4 separate regions of the Sus scrofa genome follow, and all the other regions are linked to region 1. The links are chromatin contacts, called in public HiChIP or PLAC-seq maps. All regions are on one chromosome and are shown on one strand. The core of a region is the stretch at or near the end of the contact, and the rest is flanking DNA. Distances in the headings are between cores, read along the strand shown. Region 1 holds the start of LOC110255392. Region 2 has its middle 120 kb from the start of SLC38A6. Region 3 holds the start of TRMT5 (tRNA (guanine(37)-N1)-methyltransferase). Region 4 overlaps SLC38A6 (solute carrier family 38 member 6).

Region 1 (5,660 bases), core at 1,433-3,932:
GCCCCCACTCTCCGGCACTGCCCAAGACTCTAGAAACCAGGGCCGACGTCCTTGGCTGTTGACCTTCCAAAGATAAGCAGGGGAAAGGGAGCCCTCTCTAGCGGGTAACCCTTCGCCGAATGCACGGGTGAGGAGCCCAGGTTCGAGAACCAAGGCCCGGGCCGCAGGAAGCAAAGGAAACGGGCCATACCTGAAGCGAGAAGGGCGGCGGGGCCTAGGCCGCCTCCCGACCAGGCTCTGGGGCCTGAGCCGGCTGCCCTGGGCTCAAAGCGCAGCGTCTGTGAACCGGGGAGCGCTCCCACCTGCTGCCGGGGGTGGCCGGGACCCTTCATTCCGCCGCCACAGGGCTGGATCCAACCCCGCGGTCGTGCGTCGGCACGGCTCATGTGCTCGCCCGGAACTAAGTCCTTGACTCAAAGAGCGAGACCTGACTTGGCCTTGGGAGGTGGCTCCGGGGTGCCCAAGGCCACGGTAGCTGGGTTGTCCCGAGAAGCTCAGGCCACAGCCTCCACGCTCTGGATCTTCGAGGCCAGCCTGGCAGCCTCTGCTCTCAGCGGCTCTGCGGGCTGAGCCACCCGGCCCTGCGACTGGAACTGCGCTGTGATGCGGCTCCCGGGAAGCGCGCAATTCTCTGTGAAGCTGTGAAGCGGCTCCGCGACAGCGGCGGCGGGCGGAGAGCAGCGGGTCCCAGAATCCCCGCACCTTGGGAGAGCGGAGTGACAAGAGCAGCCTCCGGAGACTGTGGGTAGCAGGAGAAGCTCCCCCGGTTTTCTGCAGTCGGAGACACGCGGAACCGAAGCCTCTGGCTCCCCAACCTGGAGTTCTGCTCGCAGACTTGCACCAAATACCTCCAGGCCGGGGAGGCAGTAGGCGTGAAGTCCCCTTTAGTCGTAGCCACCGCTGCAGCTGCCGCCGCCGCGGCGGCGGAGCAGGGGAAGGGCCGCCCCGCGCGCGGTCAGTGCCAGGTGCTGGACTGGCCCTCGGGGTGCGGGGGAGAGCGGCGGGACAAGGGTCCCTGCTTAGCAAACTCAGGGTTTGCCCATAAGCGCCGATGCCGCTGCATCTTCCTGGAAGCTTCCTCTTCATCTCGCGGTCAAGACCAAGCTGTCCTTGCCTGGAGAATAGTTCAAGATCGGCGGCGCTCAGCCCCAGCGGCGCCTTTCTCCCTGCCTGCACTTGTGGGGCTTGGGGGCTCTTGAGTGCCTACCTGCTGAGCCAAGTTCAGGAACCGCCGGCCAATCCCCTTGGCCTCTTGAGTATTTAGAAAGCTTCGTTCTCAGCCAAGAGGTCAAGGCGAACAGGCAGTGAGAACCTGAACGATCCTGTGTTCAGATTTTAAAAGTCAAAAATTTAAAAATCGCCCTAGTGTATTATTTTTGTTTTCATTTTACTTGGTCAAATTGCGTAAGGTTTTACCCTACAAACTATTTATAAGCCGTTTTTTCATTATTTTTGGCTCTTGTTATGAAACCTGTAAAAGAGAAATCGAAAAGTGGCTTTTGGTTCAGTTAACTGCGACGCTGAGAAGGTAAATAGAAGGTCCCTTAACAGCTGGTCCTTGAAGATTTCCTCGAGGAAAAAAAAAAAAAAAAAACACAAAAAACATGGTTAGTTCCCGCTAATGATCGTTCTAAAATGATTGCCAAGAAAACTCAAAGCGATATCCAGCTTTCTCGCCTCCTCCTGCTTGTCCCTGGTTTTGCCAGACAGAAAGGATGGTGAGGAAGGCATATTGTGCAATTTCTTATTAAACACATCTGGAATATGCACACTCTGGATCAAATGCCAGGGATTTTACAAAAGTTTATGACTGTGACAGAAAATTGTCCTTTTAATGAGTTTACAAGCAGTAATCACAGGGGCTTTTACAGGACCAGCCTGCTCTGCTCCTTGCCAGATCTGCAGACTTTTCCAAGATTCACCAACCAAGGGAGCAGGAAGTGGGCTGGGGCGCCAAAGGAGACAGAACTTCCAGGAGTCTAAAATTATACTAAACAGAGCTGGAAGAGTGGGGGGTAGTCATCAGAGTAGGAAGAGAGGGCATGTAAGAAATTAAAGTAATTGGCCCTTCCTATTTTCCAGGGAGATTTCCGCGGTGTCCTTTGAAGCCCGTCAGGGTCATTGAAAGCTATCTTTGAGCAGGGTGTTTGTTTTGGGGAGTGAATGTGAAGAATGTGAGGAGATCCCCTGTGAGAGCCCCTCCTGCAGAGGGTGGCATTTCTCTGTGGCCCAAGACGTGGAGAATAAACACCCTAGTGACTTAAATAAACAGCAGCTTAATGATCCAAAACACTAACAAGGGAGATTGGGACCCTGAGCTCCCAATCCAAATCATGGTCTCTGAGTGGCCTGTGAACATCTGTCCATCACTGAGGGAAAAAAATGACTTTATAAGTAAAAGTGACTACAGTTAAGTACGGTGAACCTTTCTCCTTTGAACTCAGTCAAAGCCATTTGACATAAAAAAGGGGGAACACCTCATAATAAGAAGGCCTTAATCTACCACCACCACCACCCCCCATTCTAGATCAGGACAGGAAAGATAAGAAAGGGTAAGAAAAACATGAATGTATTAATGGTGACACAGGTGAGAAAAATTAAAATTATGAAACGGTTGTGTTAGAAAATAAATAGACTTTTTCTGGGGAATAATATTTTACAAACACAAGCAAGCCAATCCCATTATCCTGAGTAGAATTTTAATAAATAATGCCATTAGTTTCACTAATTTTAAAAGCTAAATACAAAGATACATCATTTTTGCCCCAGGCAAAAATAATATGGAGCCTATATGATTACTGGGATTTTTCTGGACACTATTCGGCAGCACTGCAAAGAGCTCCTGTCCTGCTGGTCTGCTTTCTATTGGTACAGACTAATTCACAATGTTGCTATCCTTCTAAAAGTTCCATTTCCCCCCCAAGCAGATAAATTATTTTACTTTCACAGTCTTGTCATGAACTTGTTAATAATACAGAGCTATATACGAATTCTGTGTAGAAGAGCTAGTGGTAAACAAAATTGCATATCTAAATAATAAAAAAATAAATACCCCAAAGTTAAATTCACTCTTCTTCGGTCATATAATTAACTCAGTCACCACTCCTGGTTCAGGAGATGGCCTTCAACATACCCTGAAATTCATAACCACCATTAAGTAAGGAAGCAAAAAAAAAAAAACTATTCTTTTTTTTTTTTTTTTTTTTAAGGGCCCAGTGACAGCAATACACAACTCACCTTCCAGAAACAGAATCAGTACTTCTGGTGTTCTACTAAGTTTTAATTTAGACTGGTTTAGGTACAATAGAAAAGAAACCTGAAAACACATGCTGTTTAGTAACAAATACCAGGTTGCCAGATTTGTTACGTATTTTTGCAAGCTAGAAACTAGGAACAGGAGAAACCTTTAACAGGAGTAGGCTACAAATATGAAAGCTTTGAGGGCATGAGAAGTAATGGCATTCAGGAAAGTGTTTTTTCACATTGGTACATTTTAAAAGTTTGCCATAGAAAAAAACCCAAGGAAACAAACAACAACCACCCCCCCAACTAAATTTGACAAAAATAGTTGTATTACTAATGGTCACTTCTATTTCTAACTGCCTTATGTAGAGAGCATTAAGACATTTAGGCACTTGTTTTTTCCCCCAATACTGTTCTTTCATTTTAATCTACATAAAATTGTTTAACACTAAATATGAAAAATGTAAACTTAATTTTCCCCATCAAAAAAAATTGTAAGATCATATTTTTCCTATTCACCTTAAGAACACAACAAGTTCCTCCCAGGATGGAGGCTCTTTTCACTATTTTGACTTTCTCTCTCTCTTCTCTCTCATTTTCATTTCCTTTTCCTCTTCTCAAAACATTTTACCATAAATAAATTAAAAGGAAATAATTAAAATCCAGTTGATTTGTAAGCCCTGTTCATTGAACAAAAAAGAGAGGGACAGAGAGAAAGAGAGACTACTGAAGCAGCAATCTGGATTGCCCAGAACCAAGACTGGGTGACTGGATGTTTTTGTTTGTTTGGGTTTCTTCTTCTTCGTCTTCTTCTTCTTCTTCCTTTTCCCTGATCTGGGAGGGGAGATGCAAAAGTGGAAAGAGTTGGAGAGAAGAGGGCACTAAGCTTGAGACTGTGGTTGGTTTTGAGTTTTTAAAAGATATTTATGAAAGTTCACCATTCCTTTATGCGCAAAGAACCCCAGAAACAAGCTGCAAAAAAATGTTCCTGATTTCTATTTACAAGTGTCCCTAGTCGCTGCTTGAGGCCCCATTCCCTCCCCTCTTAGGACCCTAAGTCCACCAGACTGGAGGTGAGGGGGCCCAGCAGGGAGTCCTGGAGCTGATGCTGGTGGGCTTGCAGGCCGTGGGTGGGCTGCGAGGCCGTTAAACCCGGGAGGGAATAGTTTGAGCTCCTGGCGTGGCCCATATTGCCCTGCAGCAGAAGGACCGAGTTCTGGTCTGGACTTTGGGGAGGTGAGAATTCTTCTTCTGAGCTGGACATGAGCGGCTTTCCCCCTTCCAGAGGAGAGAGTTGATTCTGCTTGTTGGAGGAGGAGTTATTGTTTTCGGTGTTCTCCCTAAGAAATAGAGGACAACACCATATGGTTAAAAAAAAAAAAAAAAAAAAGTTAAAAAAAGTGTGAGATGGAGGGAGGAGAACTAGGAGTAGGAAAGGGCCATTGAGCAATCAGTCATTGACCCAAATGGAGGATCTCTGCCCTCTCACTCATCCCCAAGGGCCCTGGGGAAATGAGGAGGCAGCAGAGACTTGAGAAGGGGAGCTAAAGGGGAGCTGGGTCCTTACCTCTTCCAGATTTTAGAAAGCCAGATCAGCAGAGCTTATGTGCAACACAAAAATTACTTTAAAATTTTTGTTCAAGCAGTTATTTTTAAATACCTATCAACAAGCACGCATTTAGAAGTCACTAAATGTGAACAACTTCCAACAAATGGTTGTCGGTGATGAAGAAAATGATCAGGGGACGAAGAGCGCCCAGTGCACAGATGTTTGGGCATGAATCAAGTCAACTGTCCTGTTCCCATCTGAGGAAACAATTAACTGACAAGTTTTCCCCTGCCCCTGCCCGGAGGTTGTGGTTTCAGAGACACAGGACAGGTCATGGGAAGTGGTGTCCAGAGCGGCCCAGTGACCTGAGTAAACACACAGGGAGCGCAGCCAGTCTCTCCGATTTCATCAGGGAGTGGGCCCTCGGGCCTGACTTAAAGGACGGACGGCCGTTTTGCAACTAACGTCTAACTGGAATTGTACTGTCCCTGTTCCCGTGTTACTGGCTCAGTCCTCCTTGCCTCGCGGCCCTTTCCCAAACTCCCTGAGGACATCCACAGCAGCGCACCCTTTCCGGGCGGGGGAACTCCACCACCCCGCAACTGCGGGAGCCGGCGCGCCGCACCGGGCGTCAGTCCGGGCGCTGGGTGCTGGTAAACCAGGGCTCTAGGGCTCTCGCCGCTTTTACCTTAAGAGCGCTCGGCCTCCTCCCCACTCCCGGGCCTGCGGTCTCTCCCACTCCCTCCCCACCGGTCGCAGTCTCTCTCTCTCCCAGAAAGCCTATTTCAGTTGAATTTATCCAGACTTGGCTTTTCCGCCCAGAGGGGAGCAGGGCGGCAACATCTTCGGCCCCCAGGCTCTGAGGCGA
Region 2 (5,597 bases), core at 2,228-4,727, 420 kb after region 1:
AAGGGTGAAGTTCTACAGCTGGACCTGATCTGGACAATTCAGAGATACAGCCATATGTGTTTACTTTACAGTGCATGTTTTTAAGGCAATCTATAGCCCAGGGTTCCATACAGCAAAAATAAGGTTTCAGAGGGAGAAAGAAGAAATTGCTAGAGGAGGGAGGAACTAAGAGGCAAATGAAAAACAATATATTTTCCTATGAGATTATTAAAAAGATGACGAGGCAGCCAGACATGGGTGTGTGTGGGGGGGATAATCCAGGTGGCTTTTCTCCCCAGGAAAAGGGGCTGCCTTGTCATCAGAGCAGAGGTACGGGGGAGACCTACTGGTTTTCATGAAAGATGTAAAGATTCTGCAGAGGAGCCTGAGTTAGGACTACAGGCCAGAAAGAGAGGTGGCCCCTCCTTTTGTCTTTCATGCTACCTGCGGGGCATCAAGGTGTGTCTTTATCTTTCTGGAGTCACTTGAGATGCATGCACTCAGCCTCCCTTTCTTGCTGTTCTTTGCTCAGAGGTGGGGTTGCAGATATTGTGATTGGTGTGGAAAAGATTCCAGAACTGTAAGAAAAGGACCCCACAGGTTACCTCCAGGTCTGTCCTTGATACCTATGGGGGACGAATGGAGAGTCTTTCTCTTCCAAACCCTCCTCTGTCCTGCACAGTGGGAGGCCTCGCATACACCCATGCACAGACAACTCAACAGCTTGGATGCACGTCCAAGCTCCATCTCTGCATGCCACTTGGCCACTGCCTGCAGCCAGGAGTGTGCATATTGGCCACCCTCGGGAGGACAGACCTGGGCAGAGGCCATAGGTAGGGGCCATTTGGGTGTGGCATTTCCAGGTTCAATTATCTAGAGCAAGACTAGAGTGAGGTGTCACTGGAACTAGGTGGGCACAGCCTCGTGGTCCTACAGACTTCTCATTGCCTCATGGGAAGTGCTCTGATCCAGGAGGGGCAGGAATGGGGCCCCCAAAGTACGGGGCAGAGGGCAGGGACCTCAGTTACTCAAGTCAATGTCTGGTACTGAGTATGGCAAACTAAAGCTGTCAAAACAGGGCAAATTTCCCCCCAGATCTCCTCCCCACCCTATGTCCTGGTCCGTGCCCTCCTCCACCCCCAGGGGAACCCTCAGAGCTCAACTCCTTCCCCATCTCCAAAGCAGCTTTTGGTTCTGGCAATTCCTATTCCTCCAGAGTCTCCCTTCAGCCCTTGGCTGCTCCCCAGTGTCAGCTCTCACTTGTGCCTGGACCAATTTCCTGGCCTCCTGAGTTGATCTGCTCCCCTCCTGTTGCCACACTGCCACCCCAGCAGTTTTCCCCAGGGTCAATATGACCTCTTCACCTTCTGTCCTGCTTAAAGCTCTTCGGGGCTCCCTGTGCCAAGAGGATCTAGTCCAAGCTCTTCAGCCCAGCACACAAATCTCTATCCTTACACTGCCCACCTCTGCCCTCCCCTAGCCTCCACTGCCCTCCCCCCCAGCCTCTGCTCTTGAGCTTTGTCAATGTGCTGTATCCTTTCTGACCTCCTTGGCTCTATTGAAGTGCCCTTTCTTGTCTGACTGGTCAACGTGTCCTCATTTTCTCCCAGATGGAAACCCTTCCAATGCCCCCTACTCCCTTCCCCCCACCCTAGGTGAAACTGATCCCCTTATCTGTAAACTGAGCTGAGGCCCACATCAGAGCAATTATAACATATTTTCTAGCATTTACTTCTTTACAAGTCTTTTTTTTTTTTTTTTTCCTTTTTCTTTTTTTTTTTCTGTCAAGCTGGAAGCTCCCTGACGACAGGGGCTATATTGTTCTTCTGGGCATCCCTGTGCCTGGCATGGAGCTTGTGTTGAACTGAAATAGAAAAGTGTCCCTATGATCAATGCTTGCTGCCCCAGATGGAGTCCTCTGTTGATGAACAGACATTACTTGATCTGTTTTCCCTGTGTATTGTATATGGTAGCAATTCCTAAACAATGGGCAGGACCTGATCACAAGGTTCAGGCACGCATTCAAGACATAGATGAGTCCATAAAAGGTGCTCGGTCTTGCTGAGAATCCTTGGCATCGCCAGTAGCTGGAAAAGTGCTCAAAGCCTGCAGGAGTTCCAGGCCTGTGGACTTTGTGTCTTAGGTGCCAAGGTCATCTCAGGACGAAGGCCAGGTCCATTACTCTGGCTACTTGGCTCTGCAGCCACTTCCTACAACAGGGGCATCTTCCTCACCCCTGGAAGAGGAGGGAGAGGGGAAAGGGTAGACAGGTATGAAACCAACTCAGGTGGTAAAGGCCTGGCTGCCCCTCATCTACCCATGATGCATTGGATGCGCTTGTGCCAAAGATACAATCATGAACAAAACGCAGCCCCACCCTTGAAGGACCCACACTCAGCCTGGTAGAAAGAGAAATAAACCAGTGGTAACAATGAAGCAGAACATTTGCCCAAGTTGTGTGAAATACCAGATGATGGAAGGACCCTGCCACCGGCCTCCTTCCCTTGTCTCCCCGCCCAGTGTGACCTCTCTGGTCCCAAGGCCCTCTGTCCTTCTTGCTCACTGAATTCTTCACACAGTGCCCCCTGCTGGCCCCCTTTCATCTTTCAGCTGAATATCATTTCCTCAGAGATGCCTTCCTCTGTTGCTCCTTCTATGATAATGTCCTCACTTTAATCCTCATTATTTGCTCTCAGCTTCTTGTTTATTTCCTTTAAAGCACTTACCCAATGTGGCTATTTTATTTATATTTTATTATTTCTCAAATCCACAATAGCTTCCGACAGAGGCAGCCTGCATCCTGTTTCCTCCTGTATTGACAGCATCTGGTACCTGGTAGGGGCTCAGTACTCTCTTACCAAGCAATTGAAGGAGAAAAGGACTCTTGTTGGTTCTCCGGGATGTGGTGGTGTGAGATGAGGGGAGATGTCACAGGGCGCTTCCCAGAGAGAGGACATTTGAGTAGGGCCTTGCAGCCTTGCAAAGCATTTGCCAGATGGCAGGGCCATTGCAGGTGTATGAGCAAGGACACACGCGGCCCAGCTGCTGTTGGCAATCTGTCCCTTTTTGTGCACAGCTCCTCCTTGGCGGGGAGGGGGGTAAACTATTAAACCCCTGCTTTGACACGTCTCCCTCTTGGGCAAGCCCATCCAAGGTACACAAATCCAGCACAAGAGTTAAAGAAATTCAGCACAAGCTGAACAATTAGAATTCAGGGAGCTCCCTGAGGGACCCAGCAAGGACAGCAAGGACACTCAAGTAACCTCAGATGATTCCGAAACCTGGGAAAAATACTCCAGCAAAGCCCAAGTCATCTGATCATGAGACTCATCTCCTGATCAGCTCTGACTGCTTACAAAGAGCTGGCCAAGGACATTCCAGCTCTGCCAGGCAGCCCGGCCAAGTCTCTAGGGACAGTCACCCGCTCTGCACTCTCCCCCATCACACCCAAGGGCTGCATCCTGCAGGCTGGCAGACACCTGCTCCGGTGCCAGCAAAACAATCTCCACCTTTGCACTGGGCCAGTGGGAGGAGCTGTTGTTGGCAGATTTATAGCACCCAGGCTCACTGTGAGCCCAGTGCCAGGTAGAATCTCCAACTTCCCCAGGCAGGATCTCTCCCTGCCAGTGATTTATGGATCCTGAGTGGCCCAGTTGTGTTTTCCTTCTCCTCTTTCTGGTACCTCCTCTCAGGACAAATAGGTTTCACACACCCTAGGCATGATGTGTGTGATGACAAAGAGGCTCCATTTGTTCGTCTCCTCTCTGCACCTGCTTTCAGGGGATGGTGGCTGTTGGTTGGAGGCCACATCCATTTTGCTGGCACTTTCAGCTCTTTGCATGGTGCTTGGGCCATGGCAACCTCCATCGTGTTTTTGCTGTGACTTTGCTGGTTGCCCAGATTACTTCTCACCTGGAGCAGGCTTGACTTAAGACTGTGAGGTTGAAGAAAAAATCATGGACTTGGAGAACAAGACTCATGGTTGCCAAGGGGGAAGGGATTGGGAACTTGGGGTTAATAAGTGCAGACTATTGCCTTTGGAATGGATTAGCAATGAGATCCTGCTGTGTAGCACTGGGAACTATATCTAGTCACTTATGATGGAGCATGATAATGTGAGAAAAAAGAATGCATGCATGTATGTGTAACCAGGTCACCATGCTGTACAGTAGAAAATTGAGAGAACACTGTAAGTCAGCTATAATGGGAAAAAAAATGAGAATCGATTTATATATATGTGTGTGTGTATATATACACACACACACACATATATATAAAGACTGTGAGGTTGAGTTTTTCTCTCCCTCCTTCTTTTCCTCTCTCCCTCCTTCCATATATAAGGACCCATGAATCTTAGCTTGATTTCTTGGTGTAGATACCCAGAGAGCTGGGTTTCCTTCCATGAGAGTGCATCAGTTGTGGAAGCTGCCCTCCCAATGCAATGCAGCAAACAGTGGGTACTCCGAACACACTTTGTGCTGAGTAGTGAATGGGTCTTGAGCTTTTTCAAAGTCACTGCTTTGGTTCAAGAGGTCATGGGGGGAATAGGCAAATGGTGTCCACCTCTCTGTTCACGGGTGCTCCTGCATTCCCCTTGTGCTATATCCCAGCTGTGTCATCCTTGGGGTCTGGAATATGGCAGAGGCACAGCCAACATCGAGTGGGAGAGGGGTCAGGTGGTGCCTCCCATGTCACCAGCTTGGAAAGCTGTAGTTCCTGGGGAAGGAATCATCACTCTCTGAAACTTGCTGTGCAGTGTGTGGGCAGGAACCAGGTAGAGGCTGGCATCCACAGAAAACCCCAAGCCAAAGGGCAAGAGCAACCACCCCTGAGGTCAGGCCCATTTCCCTCAGCTGTGCGCTGGTGATTCCAAGCAAGGGTAGACAGTCTGGCACCGGAACTCCCACCCTCAGCCCACAGCAGCCCCCTCTGCCTTCTGCTCGGAAGGACTGATATAAGCCAGGCCAGTGGGGTTTCAGCTCCAGATGTGGCAGCCAGGAGCAGGGCCTACTGGGTCTCAGGGAGGCTAGGGCTGCTTCTCCAAGTTGACGAGGCTGCAGCAGGTGGCTGCTGCCCCTCGGGTCTCTCGTGGTCTCCATGGACCCCCAGGGACCTGCCTGGATGCCTCTCACAGAGCCAAACAAAAGTGTGGGCTGGAGATGCTGGGATGCTTTAGGGCTTCACAGGGTGTGGGGAAGGCACCCCCAGGGCTTGTTTCGAGAGGTCCTGCTCTCAGGATAATGGCATTTGGTGGGGGATTAGTAAAGCAGGTGGCCATTGGAGCACTTACCCCCCCATCAGGTACTGTGCTAAGTACCCTACATCTTCTCATTGAATTCTCTCAACAACCTGTCAGGAATGCCTTATTTTCCACACTTTTGCAGATGAGGAAACAGCTTCCTGAGGAGTTAGTTAATTATCCAAGATCATTCAGCCAGTAATTGGGAGAGCCAAGCATTCTACATGGGACTCCAATGCTTATTGCTTAATAAAGAAATTATACTGCCCTATTTCATTATCCGGAGGCTACTGGGAATTCCTATATTCAAGGAGCACTAGGTAAATTAATCAAAATGCCAAAACAATAGTTAAATCCAGGATGTACAGATAAAGCGATT
Region 3 (5,156 bases), core at 545-3,044, 300 kb after region 1:
ATAAGTTAGTTCCAAATTATATTTAGATATCTGTGGACTGACATTTAGTTGCTTTAAAATACTGAGTTCTTCTTTCTCGAAGGAATCACTGGTAAAGATTTTATAGGGATCCAACATAATTAGTCTACTTTCTTCATCTTCTGGATCTTCAATCACACGTTTGATGCCTGGGCGCTGCAGTGCTGCCTTTTTAAGGGACCGCATCAATTTATTGACTATTTCTTTCCTCACTTTAAGCACTGGGATGGTGACTGTTTTTTTAAAAGCTGCTCTATCGAGTTTTGTCATTCCTCGAACATCAGAGGGTGGTGAAAACAATTCAGAGTCTCTCCGATTTGTTTCTATTTCAGGCATGGTTGAGAATCTTTTTCTTTGATCCAACGAGAAAATATCAGGTGTCCTGTTAGGTTTCTGTATCAATGACACCCAAGCTAGTGGAATCGATGATTCTGATTCAGTTATTCCACAGCTTTCCACTTTGAGATGTCTTCTTGAGAATCCAAATCCAAATGGCCTCCATAAGATCCTAAAAAAAAAGTATTTTTTAAAACAAATACCATAAAGCTACACACTAACTTAACATGTTCACAATAAGTTTGGGGAATAAAATTTTAAATTGTTTTAAATAATGGGTGAATGCTGATGATTAAAACTTTTAGTGGTGTGTGAGAAGAATACTATCATTTCCAGGACAGGATGACCTTTAATGGTGGTAAATAATAAAAGTGCACCTTCTACCCATGTGTTGCCAGGACTAGGGCTTTGTGATCCATCACCCTTCGTTCAGTCAATGGACCTTCCCAACCACAATTTTCTATAGAACATGTTTGGGATTGGAAGGCTGAAGTTTAAGAATCACCACTAAATGAAATGGTCACAATATTTATGACCTTACCAATGGCAATATTTAAAAGGAAATTCTTGTGGATTCCTATTAGGTCAGGTGCTTTACATACATTATCAATCCTTGAGAGGTGTGCGTGGTATCACATTCTCATTTTGTAAATGAGTAAACTAAAGCTCAAGGGTAGGTTAATTGGCCCAAATTCCCGTTCCTGCCAAGTGGCTGAGCAAGGATTAAATTCCAGGGCCTGGTATTCTTAATATACTTCTATGTTGTCTTCGAAGTTTTACTGCCACAACTCCTGCCCATAACTAGAGGTTTCAGTATTTTGAGGATGAGGCCTGTTAAGTGTTATACTCATATTCCATTAACAGTATCAGTTATTCATTTTGTTACCGAAGAAGTAACTGTAAAAGGAAAGGGTCCCGTCTGGTAACCCTATAAAGCAACTGTCAAAATTTATAGCCAGGGTTCAAATTGGGTCTAGCAGGTAAACAGATGTGTAATTTACTTTGGGTAAATTACTTGATGTGAGTCTCGGCTTTACATGTGTAAAAATATGGCTAAAGTTCTATCAGAAAGCTTTTGAAAAGATGAAAGAGACTCCACACTCCCTGGTACTGTACTCAGACCTAGGCTTGGCAGGGCACCCGGGCGGTGGGTGACCTCGCCTAGGCAGCGCAAAGCGGAAAGCCGCCCTGAGCTGACCGGTACCGACAACACGCCCTCAGCCCCTTCGAAATATCAAAGGTGTAGCGGCCACCATCTCATCAACGTCACCATCCCATTTACCGGCGTCGCTCAGCAGCTGCCTCCCAGACCAACCCCTCACCTCATGCTCTGCTGCGGCTCGGAAATGGGTCGCCGACGGAGAGGCGGGCCCTCGATGACAACATCAATGTTCGTCGCCGAAGGGCGAGCGTCATCAGATCGCGTCGATTACCTTCTTCCTTCCCCGCCCTAGTGAGGTATAGGCACCCGGAAGGGCCGGGAATGCAGCCCCGCCTCTGGCGCGACTCTGGCCGGGAGAGCAGTGGTGGTAGCTGGTAGATGGACTGGGTCGTCGGCCAGCAAGCAGCATGGAGGCGCCGTGGGGGACCATCAGTGCGGAGCCGGGCTGGTTTGTCTCTACCCAGCAGATAGAAGAAGCAGAGGCGGAAGAGTTAAGCCCGTTGCTAAGCAACGTAAGTTAGCACAACTCGAGTCCCGGCACTTTTCTGATGTTCCTGCCAAATACGACGGAGAAAAGAAAGGGGAAGGCGAAGGGAGGAGGAAGAGGCTTAGGGCATGGGGCCCAAAGGCAGCAGCCGAGATTCCGAGATCTGGCGGACTTAATGAGTGTCATAGGAGCCTAACCTGTGCTAGAAAGAACAGCTGAAGTAGAGGTGCAGGCTCAGGTGAAGAGGTGCAGCGGCGAGTTGGAGGCTGGTGACCCCACTTAAAGGAGTAGCCCCAGGATTATGTAACTCCCTGCTGTTTTTTAGCATCTTTGTTGGTTTCTCGGCTTCTCGTTTCCTTCACCAGTCGTTTGAGCTTTGTGCAAGAGTCACAAGATTTTTCTTTTCCCAGCTTAGTCACTGGGGACCTGTAAATAACTTAATGCAGAGATCCTTAATGGTGAAGGAGTAGAGGTGGCCTGATAGTAGGTACATAGTACTTCCCTTGACCCTAAAGCCTGTGCACTCAACTTTTAACTTAAGTCAGTTTCTAGGACTTTGTTCCCAAATACTGTTTTAGTATTCCATACTGTTTAGTATTCCATAGTGTCCTCGCCAGAGCAACGTGAATCGCTATTTACTGTATCATCATTGTCAGGTGTTCCTGACCATCCTTCCCGTTGGGCAGACTTAATTCATTAAGTATATAAATAGAGATTAATTTTGCTGTCCTAGTCATTGAGGAGCAGCAGAAGTCTACAGTAACCCCATGCTGATTCAGGGATTCTTCAGTAATCATGTGAGCTTGGGGCCATGTTCCTGCTCTCTGTCCCCACCCCCATTTTACCCTATCTTCATCTTTTGCAGTCACAAGGTTAGTCATGACTTTTCAGAAGCCGACCTGGTTTCTGTGCTTGGAGTTGATTTTCCTAGGAAACCAAATTCCTGGTGCTGCACTAAGGGGAGGTGAGGAGGGAAGGAAAGGAAACCAGTGCTGGGTTGCTGGTTGAGCCCCTGGTATGTCACATCATGTGTCTGGTTTGCAGATATCCTCCATTGTCTGTCATTTCTTGATGAAATTTGAACCTCACCATTCAAACATTTGACTCTATTAAATTTGTGTGCTTACAGGAACTTCACAGACAGGGATCCCCAGGTGTTTCATTTGGTTTCTCAGTGTTTAATTTGATGAATGCCATCATGGGAAGTGGCATCCTTGGCTTAGCTTATGTTATGGCTCACACTGGCATTCTTGGATTTAGGTGAGTTATTTTCTTATTTTACCATTACTTTTTTCCCCCCTTAATTTTGATAGTTCAAAATAAGCAAAGAGATAGGCTGCAGAAGCTGGTACTATACAATTTCTAGTTATTTCTGGGCTTTTAACATTTTCTTCTTAACTTTTATATTGCTGCTAGTCTGTAGCTTGGAGGGATGCTACATAACCTGTATTTTTTTTTATCCAAAGTGTAGCTAATTTTAAAAAATGGAAACTTGATCCACACATTTATAACCTTAAGAAGTGGCTTATTTGTTGTGTTAAGTTGGCCAAAGTAAATCAGAGTTTATCAGCCATGCAGATTAATAATAAATAGCAATTTTGTGAGTGCAAATAAAGGACATAATCTTTTCATTTCTCCCCAACTCCTTTCTTCTTACTGTTAAGTAGTCTTGTTTCATCCTCTGAGGCTGGACATATATTCAGTTATTCATCTTTTAAGTCTCAGCTCATATTCCATTTGTATATTTGTTCTTTAATTATAATATATTGTAATAATTTGTTTGCAAGTTAGGTTCCCCACTAAACTCTGAAATCCTTTAGGACTATACCTTATCCTTAGCATCTAGCACCATGCTTAATAGAATGAATGAACAAGTTTGTTTTGTCAGCAGAAGCAGACCTCTTTTTCTAGGAAACTTAAGATACGTAGAGAGTTTCATTTAGGTTCATTTTTGCTCTTATTTTGAATTAAAAAAACTATTTTTATTGCCATACCTGTAGCATATGGAAGTTGCTAGGTTAGGGGTCAAATCAGAGCTGCAGCTGCTGGCCTATGCCACAGCCACAGCAACACCAGATCTGAGCCACCTCTGCGACCTAAACACCCGCAGCTTGCGGCAACACCTGAATCAGATCCTTAACCCACTGAGCGAATCTAATATGCATCCTCACAGAGGCAACTTGGGGTCCTTAACCCACTGAGCCACAATGGGAACTCCTTGTTTTGATTTTCTTGATTAGCAAACCAATTTTAAGTAACCCAACTTGCTTTTATTATGGAATATATTCACAAACTTTCATAGTTTTAAAACTTCAAACCTGTGTGACACCTTAGGCAAGACATTATCAGAGGATTTATATTTTAGTCCCCTTTGAAAAATTATATTTTAAAATCCATAAAGGGTCTTATATGTAGATGTGTACTACTGAATGTGTGCTTGCTGAATCCTATCACAGTTTCCATTTTGTGATGTCAAACTGTTATTTTGTCAGGTTTCCTGAGTCAGTTGACAAGTGTACTTTCACTTCTCTGTTCTGTTACTTATTAGCAAGTATTAAGTAGACTACAACCATAGTATTTCTTCAGCTTGGAGGGGACTCCACTGGGGACAGCTTTCTAGAAGCTTGTTCTACCAGTATCTTCCTGAGAATAAGTAGGGGGCTATGCATGTTGTTTCTGTTCACACTTTTGGTGAGAGGACCTCAATTATTACATTGCACATTTTCCAAATGGCATCGTTAGAAATGTGTTAACTGCATGTTTCTGGTTTAGTTTGGTGAGTGTGTGGGTTTAACAGATGCTAGGAATTGCAGTGTTAATTCACAATTATAGGTGAAGGTATGCTAAAGAGGTATACATCATTGGAAGGACAAGAAACGAAGAAAGGAAAAAGAAGACAATGATATTTAACAACTGAAATGTCCCTTTAGACTTAGAATAAGGAGAGATAATAAAAGGGATACATTGCAAAATAATTGGCTGAGCCAGCAGACAGCAGACAAGAGGGCTAAAGAAGGAAATTTGTTTTAAGTGAAGTTTTTTTCTGATTTTTTAAAAAATTTCAAAGCAGTATATTTTCATTTGAATAAATTTTGGTGAATACAGAAAGTATCTTCTTATTTTCTTTAATGATCATAATCCAACTACTCAGAG
Region 4 (5,164 bases), core at 1,924-4,423, 330 kb after region 1:
GTCACTTCTTACCCCAAAATTCACATTCTAATTTAGCACTTTGATAGGCTTGTTAATTACTTTAGAGCATTAAAATATTTTTATTTCAGAAAAGTTTCATGAGAGAGTTACACGTGGTTTGAAAGATGATTTGGTCTTAGGTATCTTTAACAAGTCAGCAACTATTGCTCTAAAAGCTTTCATGGATGCTGTTCTTTGTCAGAAAGGGGAGTCTCAGTTCTTAGAACTACCTTTTAGGGCAGCTACCGATCCTCTGAGGTGAAAGTCTAGGGACTCCAGCATTAAGTAGCTTCTTGGTTAATATAAGTTGGGTTTGTGGAAGCCCGTAACAGTTACTGAACCATGTGTGTATGACAGGAAGCAGCATATTTATTTGGGAGGATCTTTTAATATGTTGTTCATATGACTTATGCTTTTTCTTCAAAATTGATTTTGACTTTATTCACTGGAAATACATTGGCTGTTTATAAGATGATATGAAATGTATAGCATCACATTAAAATTTTGCACTTCTTATGTGCTTATCTGCATATATAATATAGGTCAGAGAGCATTTTTTGAAAGATAGGATATTCATTATTAGTATAAATGGTCAGATTTTCAGTGATTTCCTAGAAATGAAAAATAATATGATAGACTGTCTTTAGGTCAAGCCTTCCACTGGACACTTAAATTATATTTACAGCATCTCTTCAGGATAGATGATATTATCCTCTTTTTTACAGAGGATGAGATCAGTGCTCAGAGAGGATAAGTGACTTATTTCCCTTTACCCCTTAATAAATCCAGGACTCAGCCTCACTCTGTCTACTTCTAAAGCCTTTGTTCTTTCTTCTCTGATACAGTAAATGTTTGAAAAGCTCTGAAAAGATAAAATATCATGGATTTTTTAAACTACCTGGGAATAGGAATGATGTTTTCGTTTGTTTTCCTAACTTGACCTAGTTTCTGGTAGAGAAGCTCAATAAATAATATTTGTTGAATGAAAGGGACAATTTAAAAAATTCTACTTAAAAGCCTAAGATTTTGCCTCAAAGAAACAATTTGGGAAATAAATAATGGAAAGAAACTTGAAAGCCCATAGAATGATTTATAGTTTAGAACAATTTAAAAATTAAAAGGTTGAAAATATTAAGGACAGTTACATCTTTTTTTTTTCTTTTTGTCTTTTTAGGGCTGCACTCACGGCATATGGAGGTTCCCAGGCTAGGGGGCTAATCAGAGCTACAACTGCTGGCCTACACCACAGCTCACGGCAAGGCCAGATCCTCAATCCACTATGCGAGGCCAGGGATCGAACCTGCAATCTCATGGTTCCTAGTCAGATTGGTTTCTGCTGCACAACAACGGGAACTCTACTTAGATCTTATATATGTAAAATAGAAAATAAAGTATTTTGAAATCTGCTTTTAGGTTAGGTAATCATGTCTTCAATTAATATTTCCTAATTCTTTTATTCTTTGTAACATTTAAACATTTCTCAGTTTTCTTGGGATTCTATACCCCTGACAAATCCGTGAGAAAAATGAAATTGCGACCTTTAAAATCAAGATGATCATGAATTGTTCTTGATCAATATTTGTTGCATGAATCTTTTAGTAAGACTCAGTTTATCCCCTACGTCTTTGTATTCTATATATCTGAGTAGATTGCTCATTTATTTATGTCTTTAAATACCTAGCACATAGGAGGCATCTAGTAAGTCTTATTTATCATAGGAAGAAAGTAAAGAGTTAGAGGGAAAGAAGAAAAAGCCAGCAAATCTGGCTTACGCGGTACCCCTTTAAAAGGAAGATCAACTGGGAAGAGAAGACCACACAGAATGTATAAGTGAGCATATGGTTTCTTTAGGGAAGAATCTACCATCAGAACTTGACGTAAACTCTTTTTCTTCTCCCCTGTATCAATCACACACCAAGTATTAGTCATAGGACACTAATGTGGTCTAACAAATAGACCAGAACAATCTACTGTCTTTGAAAAATCTCTAAACTTTAGATAGAAAAATATGTGACTCACTAAATTTAACACTCTTACTCTGGAGTTAGGGAAACAGTTGTCTTTGGAAAATGGAGAGCCACATAGTAAAATACTACTTAGAAGCGATTCCTGATTGCCTCTTAGCACTAATGAATGAGGGGCCCAAAATAGGCCAAGTCAGAGAGAGCCCCCAGCTGCCCACTGCCTCAGGCCCTGGAGGAGCATTTGCTGACAGTCTCTGCTGCTTGGACACAAAGTCAAAAAAGCAGCATCTGGAAGTTTTAATATTTAATGCTGTTATAGGGAAGAGAACTCTGGCTGAGAGTTTGAATTTAGTGGACTACAAGTAGAAGGATTAAGAACTGTGAGAGCAAGTAAGTACAGGTAGTTTCCACATAGTTCCTCCAGTTGTGTCGCATTGAGATTCTTTTTCTAAAAACAAAGGTAAGTGGTTAGTTTCACATGTGTTTAAACTCTTGAGATAGACCACTCAGTTGGCTAAAATATCCCCAGAAATCAAGCAGTAAACCCCAAATCATCTTCAGTTAAGCTGAGAAGAAGTCCTGTTAACTCTGAGAAGTATACGATAAAAGTAAATTGATGTTGTTTCTGGTTTTATATCTTGCCCAAATCAAAATGCAAGGTGAGTGGCTCCTAGGAGTATTTAAATCCTTTTTTTCCTCTTATAAAATATGAAGGGGCCACTATGGATAGCATGTTCTTTCCTTAGTTCTTTAATGTTCCAGTTCTTTAAAGGAGATTAAAGATTGAATCACTGCTATACGATTGTGAAAGGAAAACCCTAAACATTAGTAAATACGGAAACCTTTTGAAATTGCTAGAATGACCCAGATTTTCCAGACTAGCAGAGCTCCCACAGACCTACTCTAGCTGTCTTGATTAACACCTCAGTTTGGAGATCTAAGTTTTAAGAGAAACTCAGCACTCCTTTTATGTGGTCAAGTATCACAGTTTCTAAATCTTATAAACAGAAACGTATATAAATAAGATCATTCTCAACTGAGAACTATAAAAATTTCAAATGCTCAGATTTTTGAAAACTGTGATTTAATATTAAGTTAAAAACTATTTGGCTTTACTTTCTGAAAAAAAATATTTTTGGTAGGATAGTGAATTCTGAAGAATTACTTGTTTGTACTGTCTCCTGGGAAACGCGGGTTGGGCGTGCTGTTACAACGCCATCTGCTGGTCAGCTCATCTGTAGTCAATCTGCAAGCTTCTGGAGACCTTGAATAGTATTGTCCAGAAATTCTAGAAAGCAGTTTTAGAATGGGGGAGATAAAGGAAATTGGGAAGAAGGGTCTTTCTCACAAGTACTTCCTTTGACAAAATTTGCTGGTAACTTGTCACTTTAAAAAAGTTTTGAGAAATATTTCTTAGTAAAAATTTTATTGAAGTGTATAAGATTTTCAGAATGGTAAATATTCTGGTCATTTTTTATTCAAGTTTAAAATCTTGATAAATGACAAAACAAACATGTATTTTCCTTGAGTTGTGGGGGTGGAGGGAGTCCCTCCATATATTTTAATTTCTATTTGTGCATAAATTAGGGAAATGACATTGTTTTCAGAATTTTTTTTTGCTTTTTAGGGCCGTACCAAGGCATGTGGAGGTTCCCAGGCTAGAAGTCCAATCAGAGCTACAGCTGCCAGCCTACACCCCAGCCACAGGAATGCAGAATCTGAGCTGCGTCTGTGACCTACATCATAGCTCTCAGCGATGCCATATCCTTAACCCACTGAATGAGGCCAGGGATCTAACCCACAACCTCATGGTTCCTAGTCAGATTTGTTTCCACTGTGCCACGATGGGAACTCCCTTTCAGATTTTTTTTCTTTAAGTCCTTTTGAAAAAGGAGAGAGATTGTGTTGTGAACTATTTTGAGTGGGGATAGACTTTCGGTGGCTTTGGACATTTAGTAGGAACACCAGATTAGCAGATACATTGAATAGAATAAACCAGTTACTATCCATAACTAAAAGCATGTGTTTAGTAAAACTGAATCTCTCTTAGAAGGAAAGGCAAACCTACTATTTCTTCCTATAGCACATCTGTTTAGAGCTGGCTGACTAATCCTTTAAGAAGTTGCTGCACTTCTTCCAAGTGCTGAAAACCTCATTCTGTTTTAAAAATAGATCTGTGTAATCTTATCTCCATATGTGTATTTTAAGTGTTTAACAAAAAGGGTAATTATTTTTATAAATTAATGGTTTCTTAGACCCAAACCCCAAGTGAAACTTTGTCTTTTTTTTTTCTTTCAGTTTTTGTCTTTTAGGGCTGTACCCATGGCATATGGAGGTTCCCAGGATAGGGGTCCAATTCGAACTGTAGCTGCCAGCCTATGCCACAGCCACAGCAACACAGGATCCGAGCTGAGTCTGCGACCTATACCACAGCTGACAGCAACACCGGATCCTTAACCCACTGAGTGAGGCCAGGGATCGAAACCGTATCCTCATGGATGCTAGTCAGGTTCTCTAACTTCTGAGCCATGATGAGAACTCTTTTTAAGGAATCTTGAGTAAAGTAGCCTGTGAGAGTACAGGGTTTGGGGGAAGAGGGGTTGGTTTTTGTTTTGATTTTTTAAAATTTCGTTGTAGTTTTAATATCTCAAATATGTGAGAATAGGAAACATTCTCTTCTGAACTAGAATAACAGCTGCAGATGCAATAGAATCAATACAGTAGAGGCCTGTCATGAAACTCCTTAGCTTGTCTTAGGAATCTTGACTAATAACTTCACCAAACCAACTATAAAACTGAAATGAAAATGTATCTCAGGAGTTCCCATCATGGCTCAGCAGTTAATGAGCCTGACTAGCATCCATGAGGACGCAGGTTGGATCCCTATCCTGGGAACCAACATATGCTGCCATAAAAAGACAAAAAAGAAAAAAGAAAAAAAAAAGGAAAATGTATCTCAAAGTGAAATGAACATTTTAAGTTTTTAATGCTTCTAACAAATACTGTGTTGTAGAAGTTCTTCATTTTCTTTGAACCGAACTGTTAAATAGCATTTGGAAGCAATTTTTTGTTTAAATGCTGATGAAAAAAGAGTAACGAATGATTCTGGGAACTGGTCCTTTTGATAGACATTTCTTATTTTTCTTTTGCTATGGTGGATTTCTTCTTCACTCTGCTCCTTGGTGCTTTCTCATAGTGTA

The links. HiChIP or PLAC-seq counts read pairs in DNA pulled down with a chosen protein or histone mark.
Region 2: an H3K27ac HiChIP or PLAC-seq map of skeletal muscle shows a contact between it and region 1. The contact joins the enhancer-like site here to the promoter of LOC110255392 in region 1. A contact is called at or near these places in 6 of 47 Hi-C or Micro-C datasets (embryonic fibroblasts, epiblast stem cells, fetal skeletal muscle and 2 more) and 1 of 2 datasets of contacts at active chromatin or transcription factors (skeletal muscle).
Region 3: an H3K27ac HiChIP or PLAC-seq map of skeletal muscle shows a contact between it and region 1. The contact joins the promoter of TRMT5 here to the promoter of LOC110255392 in region 1. A contact is called at or near these places in 6 of 47 Hi-C or Micro-C datasets (embryonic fibroblasts, omental adipose tissue, psoas muscle and 1 more) and 2 of 2 datasets of contacts at active chromatin or transcription factors (alveolar macrophages and skeletal muscle).
Region 4: an H3K27ac HiChIP or PLAC-seq map of skeletal muscle shows a contact between it and region 1. The contact joins the enhancer-like site here to the promoter of LOC110255392 in region 1. A contact is called at or near these places in 20 of 47 Hi-C or Micro-C datasets (alveolar macrophages, blood, embryonic fibroblasts and 12 more) and 2 of 2 datasets of contacts at active chromatin or transcription factors (alveolar macrophages and skeletal muscle).

Annotation. Positions count from the first base shown.
Region 1 is chr1:189,617,168-189,622,827 of Sscrofa11.1, forward strand. LOC110255392 reads right to left here and starts at 2,683. Exons shown (of 2, transcript XM_021062434.1): 1 at 191-2,683. The coding sequence starts at 1,086. The coding sequence ends at 265. It overlaps SIX1 (SIX homeobox 1), which reads right to left. Exons shown (of 2, transcript NM_001199718.1): 2 at 3,263-4,583. The coding sequence ends at 4,289.
Region 2 is chr1:190,036,139-190,041,735 of Sscrofa11.1, forward strand. No RefSeq gene overlaps it. Among named protein-coding and RNA genes, the nearest start is that of SLC38A6, 120 kb to the left of the region's middle. Within about 2 kb of position 3,478, at least 6 of the 83 cell types and tissues checked have an H3K27ac peak or open chromatin away from gene starts, as enhancers often do. A contact at or near this core is called in skeletal muscle, where this site is marked.
Region 3 is chr1:189,921,514-189,926,669 of Sscrofa11.1, forward strand. It overlaps TRMT5 (tRNA (guanine(37)-N1)-methyltransferase), which reads right to left and starts at 1,795. Exons shown (of 5, transcript XM_003121846.4): 1 at 1,677-1,795; 2 at 1-526. The coding sequence starts at 1,681. It overlaps SLC38A6 (solute carrier family 38 member 6), which reads left to right and starts at 1,872. Exons shown (of 16, transcript NM_001267849.1): 1 at 1,872-2,028; 2 at 3,133-3,263. The coding sequence starts at 1,924.
Region 4 is chr1:189,949,133-189,954,296 of Sscrofa11.1, forward strand. All of the region lies in intron 5 of SLC38A6 (solute carrier family 38 member 6), which reads left to right. Among named protein-coding and RNA genes, the nearest start is that of SLC38A6, 28 kb to the left of the region's middle. Within about 2 kb of position 3,174, at least 9 of the 83 cell types and tissues checked have an H3K27ac peak or open chromatin away from gene starts, as enhancers often do. A contact at or near this core is called in fetal skeletal muscle, omental adipose tissue and skeletal muscle, where this site is marked.